Regions from separate parts of the Pan troglodytes genome. Here region 1 is linked to region 2. The links are chromatin contacts, called in public Hi-C maps. All regions are on one chromosome and are shown on one strand. Each heading gives the region's core, a stretch centred on a gene start, on an enhancer-like site or on the middle of the called end of the contact. The rest is flanking DNA. Distances are from core to core; before and after follow the strand shown.

Evidence for each region. Hi-C and Micro-C count contacts between places; a contact is called where the count stands out from the background.
Region 1: a Hi-C map of stem cell-derived neural progenitor cells shows a contact between it and region 2, with 4 times the contacts expected there. The contact joins the promoter of EFNB2 here to the enhancer-like site in region 2. A contact is called at or near these places in 1 of 7 Hi-C or Micro-C datasets (stem cell-derived neural progenitor cells) and 1 of 1 datasets of contacts at active chromatin or transcription factors (stem cell-derived excitatory neurons).

What each region holds. Positions count from the first base shown.
Region 1 is chr14:112,138,262-112,145,244 of NHGRI_mPanTro3-v2.0_pri, forward strand. EFNB2 (ephrin B2) reads right to left here and starts at 1,653. Exons shown (of 5, transcript XM_001134800.8): 1 at 834-1,653. The coding sequence starts at 955.
Region 2 is chr14:111,954,654-111,961,718 of NHGRI_mPanTro3-v2.0_pri, forward strand. No RefSeq gene overlaps it. Among named protein-coding and RNA genes, the nearest start is that of EFNB2, 180 kb to the right of the region's middle. Within about 2 kb of position 1,433, at least 12 of the 24 cell types and tissues checked have an H3K27ac peak or open chromatin away from gene starts, as enhancers often do. A contact at or near this core is called in stem cell-derived neural progenitor cells, where this site is marked.

The sequences.
Region 1 (6,983 bases), core at 403-2,902, 180 kb after region 2:
ATCTGATCCTAAGGATCCCATTCCTACCAGGGTCCCGCGGGAGAAGGCTTCAGGAGCAGTGTCGACTGGGCAGGGCCCTAAGCTTTTATAGGAAGTGCATTACAATCAGGTCGGCCATCGAGACCGCATACTCCGGGGCTACCGGCTTATGAACGAAGCGGGAGGCCGAGGTGCGGCGGGCCCTCAGGGAGAAGCCTAAGGCCCGTCTCCCCGGCGCGGAGGAAAGGGTTCGACGCCCGAGTTCTCCTGCGAAGCAGGCGAGCTCCCCGCGCACCCTCGGGCTGGCGGCGCGGTGCCAAGGCGCCCCGGCTCCAGGGCTCTGCGGGCAGCGTAGCGACTCCAGGCTCCCCTCTCCAGAACGCGCTTCGCTGCCAGCGTCCTGCCACCCCGGTCGCCCGCCCGCGGGCCCCGGACCACGCCGCCCGCGCTCCCCGCGAATGCAGCATCTCCGCCTCTCTCCAGAGCCCAGCAGTCCCCGCGTGCCGGCCAGCCTAGATTGTGGCCATGTCCTTCGTCCTCGAAAACAGGAGAGGGTCAGGTATCGCCATCGGACACCTTCCCGGACGTGACACCCGAGCCGATAGTAGCTTTTAGCGCCTGGGAGCGTTCGGGGGAGGAAAGGCGGGGAGACCGTCCGTTCCAGCGGCGCTCGGGTTGGAAAGCCGAGCAAGGAGTCTCCACCTAGTGAAATGGGGCGGGGGTTGGGGGTGGGGGACGGGGAACCGAGGTTCCAGAAACAGGCTCCGAGGCCCCGCGGATTGACCCCTCCTCCCGCCCGGACGGCGCGGCGGACCCCGGGGCGGGGACATACGGGGATCGCGGACGCCACTTACTTGGAGTTCGAGGAATTCCAATAGATAGGCTCTAAAACTATCGATTTGGAAATCGCAGTTCTGCATAAAACCATCAAAACTCCCCAGCAGTACTTCCACACGGAGTCCCTCCTCACAGCCATGGCGAAGCCACTCCCAGCTCCGCGCACTCTGGGCCAAGAAGGGACCGACGGGACGCAGGCTGGGACCCCCAATCCTCCGGGGCAGACTGGCGGGGAAGACGGCGTGCGCCCGCAGGCAGCTCCGAGGCGCGCTGCGCAGCTCCAGCGGTCGCCGGGCCAGGTGCGCTCGCCCTCCGGGGCCCTCAGGGCGCGGGGCCGGAGCGCACGCGCGGGGCGCGGCGGCGCGGCGGACTCGGGGTTCCGGGGCGCCGCGCCGGACGCAGCTCGGACGGCCGACTCCCGTGCGGCTCCAGGGTGCCGGGCCGGCCGCGGCTGGCGGGTGGGCGCGGGGCGGGTGCGGGCTGGGACACAAAGACCCGGAGCGGAGACGACCGGCGCGGGCGGCGGGCGCTGCGCCCCGAGCGGGGCCGCCTGTGACTATAGATCCAGTGCAGCGGGCAGCGGCCCGAGCGCGCGGGCGCCGCGTCGGCGCGGTTCCATGTCCCGGAGCACGGAGCGGAGTAGGGCGCCTCCGGGCGCGCAGGAGCCTTCTCAGTCCGCGCGGCTCCCGGCCCCCAGGGCAGGAAAGAGGGAGCTCGGTCCCCGCCGCGGGCTCCGGACGCGCGCGGGCCTTTGTGTGCGGGGAGGGCGCCGGGACCCGCTGCGTGCGCAGCTCCTCGCTCCGGCCGGCGCCGCGGTCCCCGCCGAGGAGAGTCAGCTCGGCCGGCGCGCTGTCAGAGCGCTATAAACGCGGGTCCCCGCCCCGCCGCGCGAAGCCCATTGGCCCGCGGCTCCGCGGCCGTGCGCTGGTTGGACGGCCGGTCCGTCCGTCCGCCATCCCCGCCCGACATTGGGTGCCGCGAGGCGGGGCTCGGGCTGACAGGTGAGCCCCGCCCCTGGCTCCCGCGGGCGGCGGGAGCGGAGCAGACGCCGGGCAGGAGAAGCGCTCAGCGCGTGCACAGGGCGCCCCCGGGGCGGCTAGAGGCCTTCTGGGCGCGGTGCAGACGTGGAAATAGCGACGGCCGAGTAGCGGGCCACCTGTCTCCGCGCCCGGGGGCGCCTTCCCCCTCGGCGGAATCAGAGGGCGCGGCTTTCCCTCGCGCAGTGCGGAAGGCAACAGGCTCCGCTCGGCGTCCCTTCTCCGCAGATGCGGCGCTGCCCCGCGTGCAAGACTTGCACTCCGCGCGCTCCCTTAGAGCTCCCGGCTTCTGCGCGCTTCTCCCGACGCCGCTCGGCGAGGGCTTCTCACTTGATTTTGGTACCAATCACCTACGGCTCAGTTTCAGTCAGTGGGGCCGGGAATTGCAAGACGATTCCCGCGACGTGGCGCCGGAATTTGCAGCTCTAATCAGGGCCTGAGCGTCGTCGCCTCCCGCCTTCTCTGCGGGCGTCTCCCTTCCCTCCTGGCCCCCCGGGAAGGTGGCGCCCCTGGAGCTTTCCCCGCGTGTCGCCGGCACAGGCACGACGCGGGGACCGTCTCACTAGCCTCTAGGAGACACGCGCGCTTCCCAAAGTGACCAGAGATTTAGAGGGTGTGAGATGGAAAAGTCAAGGCATGTGCTTCTCACTCGGCGTCTGCAAGACCCCAGAGCAGAGCTGGCAGGAACTCCTCGCTACTTTCCCGGTCGAGCGCCGGTGCTGACGCTCGTCCGTGACTTCCACGGAGCCACAGCGCCCACTAGCGGCCAGCTTTGCTTCTCCGCATCTCGAGCGCTCTGCGGTCCACCGACCCGGATCCAGCATACTGCAGCATCTAATCAAGTCACAGTTCCAAGGAAAATCTTTTTATATGCCCAACAGTAGGAAGAACACGGTAGAAATAAGGCACAGTGCAAATGTACGATTCAGTATGAAAAATTAAAATATACTGTATGCCCACGTTTTTTTTCAATTTAATGCCGTCCACCCCAGGATTTATGTTTCAAACACAAACTGGGCAGTAATTCTACAAATTATGTATTTTTAAAACAAAGTATCCACTACGCTAAATTTAAAACAGAAAATGCATATGGTAAAACACCTTGTTTTCTTTCACTCTTCTTTGTAACAATTTCTGAAGATTTTTATGGTACGTTGCCTTTAAGTATCCGTTTTTGAAACATTAGTCTAAGTTAACATATACATCTCAGTTGGAGTGGTAAAAGCTTGTGAAGACTAGTTTAAGATAGAAAACACATTAAGGCATACAAAGTACTGAATACACTTACTCTTCCAAACAGATCTTTGATAGCAGAAAAGTTTCATAATTTATTTTCATTTTAAATAAGCCTTCAAACTAAATATATATATACACACACATATATACGTATATATACACACATATACACATATTTATACGTATATACACATATGTACGTATATATATACACATATATACGCATATACACACACACACACACATATATATATATATATATATAATTTATTTTAAAAAGGCTCCACCACGGTATGACGATTTGAACAGCGGATTCCCAGGAAGCACCAACAACCCAGGAAGCAGCAGACACTATGACTCCTACCTTGACAAGGGTGAGAAAGGGCTAGTTTTTAGTATGCTAAAATATCATTTAAGGAACTCATTGAAATTGAATATAAAGTTAGCTTAATGATCTTTTAAAGGAACACTGGGTACTCAGTACCTTTTGACAAACTTATATTGGGAAATTGAAGTTGTGACCTCTTAGCTCACTACATCCTCCTCTCCAAGTAAACTAGAGGAAATACAGGAAATTTGCATTGTCTGAAAATAAGCCAGCTTCCAAAAATAACATTTTCAGTAAATCAGAGAGTCTCACATCCAAAGCGTTTTACCTTGGGACAAATGTAAATATACACTTTAAAATCGCTTCCTTTTCAAAACAAAGTGCATATTTGACTGAAAAGGAATCCTACACACACACACACACAAAATCTATAGTATAGTGTGAGAATATACAGCTTAGTTTCAGTCAACAGAGATTCAATGTAGACAATGTGAAAAGCATCAGCAGTAGCAACTCACTTCGAAGATGTCAACATTCTACTATTTAATGGTAATTTTGGTAATTAAAAGCATCACCTCAAAGCCATTTATATCTACTATTGTATAACATGCCAGGCAAAAAGTAGGTCGTACTGGCATGCACAAGGCAAAGTAGAATTTCCAAAGCATGCCAAACCAAGAACCAATCACATCAGTGTCGTATCTCTTGGTATTTGAACTTCATTTTACAATTATTGGGAAAACTTGGTTTTTTTCTTTACCACACTTTGAATCATGATCAATGTATTTCGAGAAATCTATACTTTTAGCAGATGTATTTAAACCCTCATCAAATGAGATTTTATTTCAGCAGAGGAAGTTACTTCACTGTGTTCTAGAGTTAAGTTTTGAAGGCCGGGCGCAGTGGCTCACGCCTGTAATCCCATCACTTTGGGAGGCCGAGGTGGGCGGGTCACGAGGTAAGGAGATTGAGACCATCCTCGCTAACACGGTGAAACCCCGTCTCTACTAAAAATATAAAAAATTATCCGGGCGTATGTCGGGCGCCTGTAGTCCCAGCTACTCGGGAGGCTGAGACAGGAGAATGGCGTGAACCCAGGTGGCGGAGCTTGCAGTGAAGCCGAGTTCACGCCACTGCACTCCAGCCTGGGCGGCAGAGTGAGACTCAGTCTCAAAACAAACAAACAAAAAAAAAGTTTTGATAAGTCAAATAAATAAGGATTTGGGAATTTCAAAGGATACCATAGTTATAAAAGTTAACACAAAGCTGAATAAATGTAAAATGAGATGACAAATAGATAATCGCAGCTTAAAAAAAGTGCAATCCCCCACCTCCAACAAAAAAAATGCAAGTAATTATGTTCCTACCCCTTTGAATTCCTAGGCATGTTTTGGTCTTCAGAACTTATGGTTGTTTCTTATATATTCCTTATATAGTATTCCATCATTTCTAGGACATATTTCAAAAGATATATGTAACAGAACTTCTGCAAAAACAAAAGCTTATCTAAATAACATTACAGAAAAATAAATTTGGTATGTGTTGACTAAGTGTTGTCCAAGCCATACATTCTCTATGTAGCTTGTAAGCCTCTCGTAAAATCATACCCTTTGTTTCCTGGCATTGTATGCTGTTTATTTCATACAAGTCACTGATGCTTTCAGCACTCTCTAGCAAATCACATTTTCCCCCATTTATCCTTGAGGGAAAGATCTGACAGGAGAAAATAAAACCCTTTCTTAAAATCAACTTTGCTCAACACCCTTCTCCCATCTGCTTCTGAAATTCAGATTGTTAAAACACTGAAACATTTTATATTAGAGTCTATTTGGCAGGAAAAATACTACATTAGGCTCTTGGTCAAAAGAGAATCATTCTTCTCTCTGGGAAGTTTAGAGAAAACTCATACCTTATAGACTGTCACATATTCCTTATGGAAGAAAAATACCGTATTTTCCACTAGTATCCATTTTAATCTGAAGCTCAACCTCTCATTTCGTTGACAGCATTATTAATGTAAAAACAGCACACATGGAAATACGAATGGCTCCAACAAGCACGCACACCTGGCATGAAACTTCATCTCTTTATTTGCAAACCAAGTGTGGAGGACCAAACTCCACTCATCATTCCAAGCTGGATTAAGAGGTGTGGTGGATACAAAGGAGCAGGTAATGGCTAGCTAGCTGTGCGCTCTCGATTGCATGATTAATTCTAATATTTAACCTCTCTAAACAGGATGTTTTTTCAGACTGATTTGATACATACATGAAAATTTAAAAGTTAAATACTACTCTTAATAAACATAAGGAAAACTTCTGACAACAATCGTAACGGATCTCCTCTTTTGGGTCCATAAAATCATTTTTTGCCTCCTCTTTATACTACTTAACAGCTTCAACAGCACTTAAAACCAGCTGCAATAATGTATTATTTTGTTAACTCCTTATTCTACTTGTCATTTCTTTAATCCAAAGTGAAAACCTAGAAAATGAGAATCATCCAAATGGTAAACAAACCCATTTTATTCTAACCCTAATAAGCCTAGGTTTGGTAATCAACAGTTGCAGCAATCAGAAAACATACACTATTAAAAACATACGCCTTTGGCCGGGCGCGGTGGCTCACGCCTGTAATCCCAACACTTTGGGAGGTCGAGGTGAGCGGATCACGGGGTCAGGAGATTGAGACCATCCTGGTCAACATAGTGAAACCCCGTTTCTACTAAAAATATAAAAATTAGCCAGGCGTGCTGGTGGGTGCCTGTAATCCCAGCTACTCAGGAGGCTGAGGCAGAAGAATCGCTTGAACCTGGGAGGTGGGAGGTTGCACAGAGCCAAGATTGCACCATTGCACTCCAGGCTGGCGACAGAGCGAGAGACCATTGGGGGTGGGGGGGCAACAAAACAAAACAAATACACTTTTATAGCATTGATACAAAAACAATGAGAGAAACAGCTGGATCACTGGAGTTACTATTCTCTAATGTACTGGCTCTTTAGAGCTAGAGCAAAAAATAAAAATATAAAAATAGAACTGTCCCAACATCCTCTGATCAACCACTGTAGGCTCAGAAAAAGATAAATCTTCAAGTATGACTTCCAATTAAGTTTTAATTTCTAAACCCAATAATGACTTAGGTATAAAAGCACTTAACTTGTGGAACACTTACATAGATGTAAAAGCAACCACTCTGATTTGTATTACTTTGTAATATCAGAAGAAAGTTCCAAAGAAATACTTAATGGAGTAAGAAGCTAGTTATTTCTCTCACACACGCAAATCCCTTAATTAGGTCTTCTGTATCCCCCACTTCCACTGTTTGCCAGCACTAAATCAGTTACTCTAGAACCAATACTGGATGGATGGATGGATGGATGGATGGATGGATGGATGGATAGATTAGGTAATACAATCCACTCATCTTAAGCATATCTACAAAGTAAACAGTGTAGTTTATCAGCAAATGCAAATCTTCTAGATTACTGCACCACATTTTCCATCATCACGGACAACTGAATGTTAAAAGCCAAAAACAACGCAAGAGTAAACAAAAAACGTTACAG
Region 2 (7,065 bases), core at 183-2,682:
ACCAAGCTAAAAATTTTAAGAACTGATGATACCTTTCTTTTTGGATTATTTATTTTTGAATCATGTGAAGAATTTCAACATGTAATACTGTTAATGTCAATTAATTAAGTAATTTCAAGTAAGTCATTCTTATTTTTAAAGTTCCCTAAAGGAGTTTTATTTCCCTCTAGTAATTGTGAAATATTTGGATAAACACTTGCTGTGTGAATTCGAGTGTCTTTCTTTCACTGCCTTAACACTATATCAAGTAATTAGTCCACACGACTAATTACAAGCATACAGATACTGTTGTTATCAAACTTGTTTACACAGATTAAAATAAGAATGGATCTTAGCATTGTACAGTGCACAACTTACCCAAGGGTATATGGCAGACCTGTTTAGTGGTATAGGTAGTCATTTTACGATTATTTTTTTAAGCAAAATCATTATGCTATGACTAAGTCCCTTTTTGCCACATCCATACTTTAGATAGGTTACCTATATTGTTACTGCCACAAAAGAGACCATAGGGCTCATAGTAACAGAGGCAGAATAAACGCCTCAGTGAGATTCCAAGAGCATTAGTCATTTGACAGCTTCTTCTTGTTCACAACAAAGCAAGGGCAAGCTCAGTCTTTCTGATGCACTGAAGGACAGGCGCAGACAAAAGGCTGATACTGGAGTCTGATATTTAAGAACAAATGACAACTCTTAAAATGTGCTCTAGCTCTGAAATGCACAAGAAAATATGAAAGTCATTTTCAAAGTCCATTCCTTGATGTTTCTTTTTTAAAAGAAACATCATCTCTGGAGCTTTTGATTAAAGAAGGGTGTAATCACTCTTTTTAATTCACTCTGATTTCACCTCAAAAGGGACGCTCAAGTTCTCTTTATCCCAGGTTGGCTTTTACTTCAAACCAAAGATTTTTTTTAAAAGTTATCACAGTTTGAAGGCTTTTCCCAAATGCTTGGAACTTCGGGGATATTTACACATACTCAACTATACTTTTTAAAAAAGAAATTGATGGTCCTTATCTGCCAGAGACTAAGTCAGAAGCATTTTAGTTTAAATACTGTAGCATAGATCATGTGACATAACCCAGGCACGGAATATGTATACTTCAAAACTATCCCTGCTGTTTCTCTGCATTCGCTAATATCTCTATGGCAAACATGCCCTGCTTTCTAAAATAATAAGGAAAATTGCCTTTATTTTTTTTTAAAAGAATATGTCATATATTGTGCTTGAAGATTAGAATCTGAGAATCAGCACCATTTCAGGTCCAAAGATGAGAGATCCTGCTTCCTACGGTGTAACTACAAGAAGAAGAAGAAAAAAATACCTCCGAAACCATTGTGTTAATTGATAAGTGCACGGCTCGATAAAAGAATGGGAAAGGGTTGAGAAGCAGGGGCAGCCAGGGCAGTTAACACTCAAAAGCTGGTGAGCCTGTCCAACTAATCTGCCTCGTTTGTTTTCACAGCTTTGCCCGGAACATTTGCAGGGATGGCCCGACACTCCCCGCAGAGCCTGAGAGCGAGTGGCGAGCCAAGATACCAGCGGCACAATGTTTCACCTGCGCTGCCAGATACTCAGACAGAAAAAACACACAACGGTTTGTCAAAACAGCCATCAGCGCGGCGCGCTCGTTTTTCCCGCAGCCCCCGGTCCTGGCTGCCAATGTCCACGGCCAGGTTTATCTAAGGGCTGGAGAGCTCCTCTTTTAAATTCCCGGCGAGGTGGGGATGATGTGGCACAGGAAGGGACCGGGAGCGCTCCCCGCGGAGCCCAGGCGCTACCTGGAAAAGGCTTGCTGGACCCATTAACCCAGGTTCCCACAGCCTTCAGTCTTAGTCAGCACCTGCACGGTGAAATGACTCAGACACAAGGAAACCATCAGGATCAAGAGGGGCTCTGAGCTTCACAGGGAAGCTGGGCTTTTTAACCCCCTTTCCCCCACAATTGCCTGACTCATATGATTTAAAAAAAAAAAAATACAGCGTGCAATAAACCTAAGGCAGAATCGGTCTGCCTTTGTCTTCCCTTTGTTATCGTGCAAAGCAAGCATCAGGGTTGCCTTTGTTGGCTTTCCAATTCGTTGCCAGCAGAAGCCCATGTGATAAGAACTTTTTGATTAAGCTCTAAATCTTTGGCACATATCTGCAATGCCTAATTATGAAAGATCTAATAATATGTTCCTTGTGTTTCTCTGACAACCACATGCATCTCCATTCAGCATCCCTGACGCTATTGGAAGTAGAGAAAGATACTGACACTACAAATGATTGCACAGAGAGGAGGGGGCATTCCTTCAACCTACACAGAACGGAGGCTGATGTCTTCATTAGACACATACCTAGCAGAAGACAAAACAGATTATACACAAAAACAGTTCGTTTAAAGTCAATTTTTGTCAGGAAAAAAAAAATTGTGTTGCTTGGCAATTAAAACAAGTAGAATAAGATACTTTTTAATTAACATCTTCAAGTGGTAGAGGATGTTCAAATGTTGCTACTGTAGAACTTTCTGCCTCATCCTCTGTCTTTTTTAGATTATATATTTCTAAAAATACATTAGGTGACAGTTTAACAGGCAGGAGAAAGTATATTGGTTTTCTATACATATGGAAATGAGCTCTCTCAGGCAATAACTGGAACAATGGTGGCAAAATCTGTATCAAAGGCAGTGGAAGCTGGGCAACGCTCCCTTCCTATGATCGGTGTGTGAGCCCTGACTTAATGAGCTCCTACTAGAGGTGCTACCTTGAACAAACAGTGCTTGGTCACCTCCACGCCCCACCCCACAGGCTGCCTGAAAAGTACATAAAGGGAGGCTTCTTAGAAGTGAGATTTACCAACTACATTTGACATTTGATCAAAGCGCATGCATTTGCCTCCCTGAAACAGAAGTGAAAAATACCAAAACGCTGTCACCGTACCAAGGGGTTTCAGTCTCAGCCTTCTGGGAAAACAATCAGGCAATTCTGTTCCCTGACATGCTTTAAAATATACTTTTTAGAAAATAATCATGGATTCTTACACAGAATCAATAGGGTGCCCATGAAACCATTTTAGTCACACTCTCTGATTCACAAGACTGACAAACGGGATCAATTATGGCAAGTAAATGGGTGGAGAGGGGGTTCTCTCGCCATTGAGCTGAGACCTCCCTGGCAGCTTCTCACCTGGGAAACTCAGAGCCATCTTCACTTACATCCCAAAAGATATGCAATACACATTATTTCTGAATTTTTAGAACAAAAGATTAAACAATAGATAGAGGAAGTCATCAGGCTCCATTTTCTAAATGTCAAAGTCATTCTGCAACTGCTTTTCCTAGCTCACCACAAACCTCATGGTTGTATCTCTTTGTCTTTTGGACTCGGATTCTTCAAACACGCGAATCCTATGATCCTGTTGTTGCCCCTTTTCTGGCCTTTCACTGATTTAGCTCATTGAGACCTGATGATATCACATTAGTAGATTTCTTGTTATTTTTTCTGGATTGAACAATAGTTGTATGTTATTTATATGTTGTCATCAGGCCTGAACTTTGCTTGAAAAAATTAGATGTCTCATTTTTCTCTAGATGTGTTAACTGTTTCTAGCAAAAAGCAACCTTTAAATCCAGAAAACTTTTCCCAAGTTAATGCATCACCAGAAAGTGAAAAAGTTTCCCTTTTCCCTGGTGATCACAGTCGATTAATCGCAGACTCCTGGCGTCCACTGGCCCACCCAGTGTTTGTAGGGTCCCACGTAAGCAGAGCAGAAATCACTATCGCTGATCAAGGAGACATGAACACCATCACTAAACAGCGTTCAGAGACTTAGCAAATCATTAGCAATCTCCTCCGCAGTGCAGCTAATCTCATCATTCAAATTTCTTGGTTGTTCTGTTTTTCTCTGCCAGATAACACTTTATCAGACTGAAATGGAACTTCCCTCTGATCAGGAATAGGGCATTCAACAAACTATATACATACCTTTGATAGCTTCCTTTTTGGAAAGTGAGGGAGTTTCATTGATAAAGTACCCAAAAAATGAAACTGGAGTCCTAAAGTCTAGACACAGTTTTAGCAGCCAAATTGTAAACCAATGGGCTTAGTTTTGACAATCATGTTAAACACAAAGAACTAGAAAAATTTGCTGTCATGGTCTTTCCTTAACCAAGCATGTAAAGCAAGAAAAAAAAAAAAGAAAAAAATACAAATAGAAAGTGCTTACCAGCAATCTGGAAAGCACTTTTGAAACAATGTCTAAAAAATCAAAGTGTTTATTTAAATTTACATTTATTTAAAATAAAAAATTATGCATGGAATTTTAATTCTTGTGTTTGAGTTTTTCTCATCTTAAATTAGTTCTTATTTTTAGAAGATGCATATATTATATATATTATGCATTATATATATTCATATATATATTACATGTATATTCTTTAAGATCTCCTATTTCTCTCTCTTTTTTCTAATCTCTCTTTTTAACAAAGCAAGATACAGGTTGAGTATCCCTAATTCCACAATTTGAAATCCAAAATGCTTCAAAATTCAAAATTTTCTGAGCACCAATACTCAAAGGAAAAGCTCACTAGAACATTTTAGATTTCAGATTTTCAGAGTAGGGTTGATCAGCTAAGTATAATGTAAATATTCTAAAAGTCCAAAAATTCCAAATTCTGAAACACTTCTGATGCCTTTTGGATACGGGATACACAACCTGTGTACATAAGAGAACTAACAGAACACTCACAAATGTTACAAGCACCTGACTACTAAAAAAGACTGAGACCAGGGCTTACAACTACACTGATGAAAAAGTCACAAAAAAATTAATAGCCACTTTGGAAGACAGTTTGGTGGTTTCTTACAAAACAAAGCATACTCTTACCGTAAGAACCAGTAATTGTGAGCCTTAGTATTGACCCAAATGAGTTGAACTTATGTCCACACAAAACCTGAACATGAATGTTTTTAACAGTTCTATTTATAATTGCCAAAAGTGGAAGCGGCCAAGATGCTATGCAGTAGCGGAATGAATAAGCAAGCTGTAGCACATCCATACAATGGAATAATATTTAACAATAAAAATAAATGAGCTGTCAAGCCATGCAAAGACATGGAGATACTTTGAATGCTGAGCAAAAGAAGCCAATCTGAAAAGTCTACATATTGTATATGATCCCAACTACATGATATTCTGGAAAAAGCAAAAAACTATTGAGACAGTTAAAAAAAATCATTTTCCCAGGGTTCAGAAAGATAGGATGAAGAAAGAATGGGTGAAGTAGAGGGGACTTTTTAGGAAAGTGAAACCATTCTCTATAATACTGTACTGGTAGATACATGACATTATATATTTGTCAAAACCATGGAATGTACACTGCAAAGCCACAAAGCAAGACCACTAATGTAAACCACATATTTTAGCTAATAATAATGTATCACTATTGGCTCATCAATTGTAACAAACAAGACACATTAATACAAGATGTTAATAATAGGGAAAATTGGAGTTTGGGGAGTGAGGGTGAATGTGGGGACCCTGCACTTTCTACTCAACTTTTCTGTAAACCCAAAACTGCTCTATACATAAAGTCTATTAATTTTTTAAAAATAATAGTCTTAAAAATGCATACTAATAATGGGTTAAAATGTCACGGAAAGTGTCTATGAGTGTCATTCCACAAATACGCCTTCGACAGCTTAGCGGTTTTTTTAGTATTTTTTGTTCTGATTGGATATTAGGGTAACCACTAATTATTTTCCTTCAATAAATTATTTAATGATTAGCATTAGGGAGATAAGTGATTCAGATCCTAAAACTTATTTAGTTTTATGGTCTATAGAAGGAACACATATTTCAATATCCTACTTGCCTTTACTAGTCTAACCCCAGAAAATGAGATTTCTTCCACTTGCCCTTACTAAATCAGTTCAGCTTTGACAGCTTATTACTTTGTAGACACAACCTTACCAAGAACGCTCTTAACCCCATCATTCTATTCAATGATGAATCATCCATCACTCCAAGGCTGACCCCTCATTACCCTTAATCAGCATGTCCTGCACTGTCCAATCTGCTGCTAGAACATTAATAACAACCCAGGGCAGGAACTTCCAGTGGCCTTTACATGGAGGCCTGGGTCTGGCAGAGGGGCCCCAGGGGTTGCCACTTTGTGTTTGCCACTCCCAGCCACCATCCCAAGTTGGAAAGGTGCTCAAAACATATCCTACTTTCTATATTTTTCCATATTGAAGTTCCAAGTAAAATTTCTTTTGTTAAAAAAAAAAAGACTTTGCTGCCAAAATGATTTTTTGAAAAACCACTGATGTAGACCATATCATCTGCTTTATTATAATAAAATTAACTGAATTTCTCTTTAATTTGATGTTGAAACTGTTCATTCTGCTAGTAAGGGACATTGTCTCTAAAACAAATAAACTGATAGCTAAAATTATAGCGAGTAGCTACCACCCAGCAAAAACGTAACGAGCAGATTGAAGCAGCAGATATTGACCTAGAAGAAGACTGAAGAGGTGGGAACCTGGAGCTTGGGAAGACAGGAGGATTTCCATGTAATTTAGATTAACTGGTGGCAGGGAAAAATGTGTGCTTTGGTTAAATATGTCTTCCAAAAAGCATATGTTGGAAACTTAATCTCCAGTGCAACAGTGTTGGGAGGTAGGGCCTAATGAGAGATGGTTAAGCTGTGAGGGCAGAATGAGTGGATAAATGCTGTTATCTCAGAGGGGGTTTGTTACTGAGGGAGTAGGATTTTTTTAAACAAGGGAGTTCAGCCCCCTTTCACACACACACTCTCTCCCTCTCTCCCGAACCTTTCCTTTCCACCATGGATGACTCAGCCAGAAGGCCCTCAGCAGATGCCAGCACCTCCACCTTGGACTTCACAGGCTCCAGAACCAAGAGAAATAAATTTCTGTTCATTACAAATTACCCAGTCCCAGGCATTCTATTATAGCAGCAAGAATAAACTAAGACACTGTGAACAAAGGGAACCTGTTAATATATTTATCCAACTCAATGAAAAGATTTTGCTGGACAGAATGACTGTCTTCATCCCCTGCG